Regions from separate parts of the Gossypium hirsutum genome. Here region 2 is linked to region 1. The links are chromatin contacts, called in public Hi-C maps. All regions are on one chromosome and are shown on one strand. The core of a region is the stretch at or near the end of the contact, and the rest is flanking DNA. Distances in the headings are between cores, read along the strand shown. Region 1 holds the start of LOC107886710 (DExH-box ATP-dependent RNA helicase DExH5, mitochondrial). Region 2 has its middle 8.5 kb from the start of LOC107888111.

What was found. Hi-C and Micro-C count contacts between places; a contact is called where the count stands out from the background.
Region 2: a contact with region 1 is called in a Hi-C map of leaf, with 2.2 times the contacts expected there. The contact joins the enhancer-like site here to the promoter of LOC107886710 in region 1. A contact is called at or near these places in 3 of 34 Hi-C or Micro-C datasets (leaf and petal).

Annotation. Positions count from the first base shown.
Region 1 is chrA03:103,706,892-103,710,108 of Gossypium_hirsutum_v2.1, reverse strand. LOC107886710 (DExH-box ATP-dependent RNA helicase DExH5, mitochondrial) reads left to right here and starts at 1,742. Exons shown (of 17, transcript XM_041100257.1): 1 at 1,742-2,269. The coding sequence starts at 1,841.
Region 2 is chrA03:103,822,297-103,825,284 of Gossypium_hirsutum_v2.1, reverse strand. No RefSeq gene overlaps it. Among protein-coding and RNA genes, the nearest start is that of LOC107888111, 8.5 kb to the right of the region's middle. Within about 2 kb of position 1,459, at least 7 of the 9 cell types and tissues checked have an H3K27ac peak or open chromatin away from gene starts, as enhancers often do. A contact at or near this core is called in leaf, where this site is marked.

The DNA.
Region 1 (3,217 bases), core at 493-2,992:
ATTTTGGATCGAAAAATGAGGAAAAATAGGTGATTTCACAAATCTACTTGTAAAAACTAAAATTACGTAAAACTATTAAAAAAGACACTAAAAACACTTGAAAACAAGCTCGTCAAGTAACAAACAGGCCCCAATTTGGCACATAAATTTGTGGCAGATCAATGAGCTTGAGTCAAAGAGTCACGACGCAATGTGAAACCTCTCGAGGTCGCGATGAGCTAAGGACGTCGTGACGTGGGATACCTTGAAGTCACGACAAGCTTCCTATGTTTTGGACCTTCATCCTTTGGTCACTTAGAAAGATTTCATTAGCTTGTTGTAAGCTTGGAATAATGCATAAAATTTATTTTAAGTGTGTTATGAGTTTAATAATTTCTATAAAATGCTTAATTGATTTTTGAAAGGTCATAGTTGCCTCGACAATGAATGTAACACTTGTCCTCTTCATCCACTGCTTCCACCTAATTAGTCTTCCTCCTTTGTAGCCCGATTGATTTCATTTGCACATTGAACTTGGAAAAAAGAATTTGGATAACCAACTATTTAGGTTCATTATGGACGTAAAATTAAAAAAAATTCTTATTTTTTTACTTTTTTAAATAATGCAATATATATATTATTTTTAAGACACGTTTCAATATTCTATTGTCTTCCAACCCAAAATCTAATAGTGTTATTCAGGTGCTAATAAAATGTAGCAACTTGGCTTACGGTTTCCAAGTTTAGTTGCCAATTATGTCAAAAAAAAATTAGGTACCAAATAGTTACAAATTGCTGAGTTCAGGAGTCGCTGTAAATATTAACTTACTTTTAAAATATATTTTACTTAGTTGTCTTTTATTCATGTGCACCATATATATATTAGGTTAAATTCCGCGATTTGTTTATGTACTTTGTGAAAGTTATAAATTTAGTTTCTATACTTAATTTGATTAATTATAGTTTTTGTGCTTTACGAATTGGTAACTTTTAATTCTTATACTTTTTGAATTTTGATTTTTAATCTGACTCAAACAATAACATCAAATTTCGTTTGGTTAAATTAAATTACTAATTTTGTAGTATGCTTACAATTATAGATTTGCTCAATATTCTCCAATTGGATCATTCCAATTCCCTATACTTTTCAAAATTTGAAATTTCAGAATTTGAAATTTCAGTTTTTATGAAAATGACAATCGTTAATCTATTAACTGGATTTTAGCGAATAATATGTGAAAATAATTAGCTGACATGACATTATATATATGGTAATATGTTTGTCGCCAGTGGCATAACTAGGGGCTGATAAGGCTCCTGACCCCCCTGAAATAAAAAAATTTCCATTTAAGTCCTTTAAAAATTTTAAAATAGTACATGTAAAATTGTACTTTGGCATCTCTAAAAATGATACAAATTTAATTTGATCATTTAAAAATTATAAAAATATAGGCTATTAAAATAGTAAAATTAAATTTTTAGTATCGTAAAAATTATAATTTAATTTCAGCTATTTAAAAGATATTTTTGGTTTTGCCCTATTTATCGCATCGAATTTTAAAATTAATAAAATATAACTTAATAAATTTAGGGTGTGAATTTTAAATTTAAAAAATATAAAAATTAAAATAACTAAATTAAAATATAAAAATTAAATCCATAACTAAATATGCATATATATATATTAATAGCAGAATTTAACCTATATTTTGAGTAAGAAACTAACAGTATATTTTGATCTGAAAGAAATCTAAGAAGCCCGAGCGTGAGTCAGCATAGAGTTAATTCTAGTATAAAACAAAAAGCAAACGCAATTTTACCAACCAAAGAAAGAATCTAAAACCTTTGGAGCTTACCGTGAATGCCCCCCTCTTACTCTCCGCATTTCCTTCCTTTCTCTTCACAATTTCTCACCCACACCATAAAACCCTCACTCTTTTCTCCGACGATGAAGGATCGGCCTCCGTCCTTGTACGGCGCCGTCTACGTCCCTCCCCACCACCGTCTCATCTCATCTCCTAACAACCAAAATGCTACCAAGAACTCCTCCGCCCCCGCGATTCTCTCCAAGCTTCGCGACCACCAAAACACACCCATTTTGAACGCTAAGGGCACTGCTTCTCCTCCTTCTTTGCCACACTTACAACAGCAACAGCAACAGCAAGGGACTTATAATAACAATAATGGTAGTAAAAGCAGTAATAATCAAAATGCACAGTATAATTCGGCTTACTGTCTGGGGATTTCCGAGAATGTCTCTGATCGCCAGCTGGATTTGTCTTTGCAGTCGGTTAGTTCTCTTCATACTTAACATATTTCCATTCGGCAATTTTTCCTGTAAAATGAAGTTCTTGTGTTTGATTGTTTATTGGCGGAAATTAAATTCTTGTTTATTGGCGTCGGGTTAGGCTAATTTAATTCTTTGTTTTAAAAGATATCACACTTTATGTGGTTCGTTTCTCATATTCATAGCAATGAAGGTTTCCGATTTCTGGTAATGAGAAAACAAGTTGAAAATATTTCCTGGCTTTAGAAGTAAAGTAAGTGGAATTGGGATATGATTTCCGTAGGTCAGAACTGCATGCCTTTCTGAAAGTTCTTGAGGCATTGCATTGCTTCTGGGCCTTTGACTTGGGATCAATAAGAAAAAGTAACCATTTAAGCCGTCCTTTTAATATTTCAAATGGTGAACATTTGATGGAGCTAAAAAAAGTAAAATGAGTGGCGAGCACTTTCAGTTTGGAGTTATATATGATTAATTGAAAATATTGTTGCTGAGGATTACTAATATGCTTGTTCTGAATAGCTTATCTGGATACCTTTTTGGACTGAAATGTCCTCAGATTATGGCTTTGACCTATGTGCAACCATGCATGAGGATAAAATTTAAGATTATAACCAAGTGAATTTCACTCTAAATATCACTCCTAATAAACTCAAGACTAATACTATGCTAAAGCCCATCGTGTGTGGCTTGGTCACATTAACATTATGTTTGGATTGAGAAGATAGGCATGAAAGGGAAGTGGGGAAAGGGGGGACACTTTGTTTCCCTCTTGTTTGGATAACTTTTAGAGTAGAGTAAGCTTAAGCCAGGAATTACCTATATCATCCTTTTCCCTAACAAATGTGATGTTTCAATTCCCCAAATTGGTCGGAAAAGAGGGAAAGGAAAGCCAAAAGACATTTTAAAGTACGTGCATATTACCCTTTCTATATTCATCCTAAACTCTCTGAA
Region 2 (2,988 bases), core at 210-2,709, 120 kb before region 1:
GTTTGGAAATTTTAAATACTCCCACTGTAAGAATATCTGAATCTGAGTATCAGAAATTAGATAAATATGTACATTCTGTATTCTAAAAGTGAAATGTGAATTCTGTTGTACTGATGACAAACCTAATACTGCAGTTATAGGTAGTTCTAAATAGATCAACCTAAGATAAAATGGTTTAAATCTAATCTTCAGTTGGTTTCGCTAATTTCCCTAAATAGTCCACAAACTTTGGCAACTTAGAACAAACCTAATAAACTACTCCAACTTGGGCATGGACAGCAAATGTAGATATGGATAACTTTGACCCAAAATTCAAAGATACAGGTCCAAAAGTGGAACCACTACCAGGGTCTTTTAGTCGTCAGTGTAAAGCTGTCTTATCCTAAGTTTCCCAAACCCTTTTATGCTTCATTTGAGGATAGAATCTCGGGAAGGCAGGTCTTTTATGAGCGTCAGTACAATTTAGTTGCATCATTGTTGGTGCCAAACCATTTTTTTCTCAACCAACCTATTCTTCCTCTCTGCTTTAAGGTACTATTCACAGCCATTCTCTTTTTCTTAATTGCCAATTTCAAAGCCTATTCCTAAATTCTTGATAAAAATAAATGGCAGAAACTGGCCGAATATGATTCTAAGCAATTTTATACAACCATAATTATTACCATTCCTAGAAAAAAAAAAGCTACCAATGGAGCAAATCTATCAACAAGATTTAGGAACAAATTTTAAGTAACACGAACTAGATAAGGCTGAGGATGGTTTACCGAGTGCCAAGATTAGAGTGTATTGAATTTATAAAAGATGGAAATGAAAAAGAAGATTAATAAAAGCCATTGAATTTGACCGAAATCTACGAAGAAGAAAGAGCTGAAAAAAATTCCAATCCACCAAAAATGTCGTTGATAAAAGCAAAAGCATATTGGACTACTTACTAGTTTGCAGGTGATGATGCCCCAAAAGCATGATGCGAGCCAATAAAATTCTTTAGTTGAAAAGGAGCGCAAATCCGCCATACTGCTGGTAGAGAAAGACAGAGAAAGACGAAATTGAATCAAAGACATGTGCAAACCTATCTGTTAGAAAACAACAGTTGCAAAGTCCTGTTCAAAACAAATAATTACCATAAGGTATATATAAGAACATCATACTAGTAACTCAACCAAGTAAATTGAACAACGGTTTAGCAAGAGCATAAGAAATGGATGAGAAAATGGAAATTAAAAGGAAATATCCGACAATGTCCTTAAAATTTTTCCATAAAAGAGATGAAAATGGTAACAGAGACTTTGGAAAGAAAAAGAAAGGCAGGCAACACAGAATGTAAATTGCTAGCAGACAGAGACGGCCTTACCTTTACAAACAAATCCAAAGGTAAATTGAGAAGATATTTGGTTACTTACAGAGAAAGGAAAGGTGGGGAATGGGGGGATGTTGGCGGGGAGGTCAGATAAGAGAGAAGACTTTATTATTGATGTTGGGTGTCTCTCCTAATCGAGATGGGTGTTGCTCAGTTTTTAATAAATCATCTGTAGTAATCCATTTTAAAAAGTTATCATATTCTTAATATAATATTAATTGTTTTATTTAATGTCAAATTCTCTCAGCATATTTTAATACTCAATTTTATGATATTTCGGTTGTGCGGTAATCTTTTGAGTAATTAAATAATTGTCAAAATTTTATAATTTTGTAATATATAAATATAAAAATAAAATAAAAATTCAAGATTAATTTAATATGTTATTTACCTTAATAAAACATAATTTATCCAACAATAATATTAAAATAAAGTAAAATTAAAAAAAAATTTACTCTATATTTTAGAACTTCCATGAATTTTTAGCTCAATGCTCTTTCAAAATTTTAGCTGTTTAAAGAATATTAATTTAATGTTTAAATGTAATTCTAAAACAAGTTAATTTTTTATCAAAATGAGAAATTTAAAGCCTAAGATTTTGAGGCCCAAAACATTGAAAATTGTCACAACTTACCAAGAATTTCAAAATGTTTTGTTTCAAGTAGGCGACTTTAGGAGCTTAGTTCTTTTAACACATAATAAAATTTGGCTTGGAAAACATACAAATGAAAAAATTGCATTTCATACAATAGAAATCATCTCACGAGTCAAAATGAGAAACAATATAAGGCTTTAGAAAGCCTTAAATTTAGTTACCTAAATTTGTTGAAAGTCGTAAATTTGGGATTTCGACTTAAGTTTCAATATAGGGTTTTGGTTTAGATTTTTAGATTTACTTTTTATTTAGGGTTATGATTTTAGTTGTAGTGTGAGATTTATGTTTTGGCTTCGTTTTAGGGTTTCGATTCCTTTCTATTGGGTGGTAATCTCTTGAGTAACTAAACAACTATGAAACTTCTACAATTTTGTAATATGTATAAAAATAAAAATTCAAAATAAAATTTGACAATTAATTTAATATGTTGTTTGCCTTAATAAAACATAATTTGGCCAACAATAATATTAAAATGAAATAAATTCAAAAAAATTGTACTCTATATTTTAAAATTTCCATTACTTTTTGGCTCATTTTAAGCAATCAAAACTAAATGCTCTTTCAAAATTTTGGTGGTTTTAAAAGCTATAAGTTTTGGGTTTCGACTTAGGTTTTAGGTTTGGGTTTAGATTTGCTTTTGTTTTAAGGTTATTGTTTTAGTTTAAGTTTGGGGTTCATTTTGGCTTCATCCTAGGGTTTTGATCCCATGGCATTTTGGTTGTACGGTAATCTCCCAATAATTAAACAAATGTGAAAATTCTACAATTTTATAGTATATATATAAATATAAAAATTCAACAAAAAAATTCATAATTAATTTAATATGTTTTTTACCTTAATAAAACATAATTTGGCAAACAATACTATTAAAATGAAATAAAATTGATTTTTTTTACTTTATATTTGAGATTTTCCATAACTTTTTGGCTCATTTTAAGAAATAAAAACTGTATACTCTTTCAAAATTTTGAGTGTT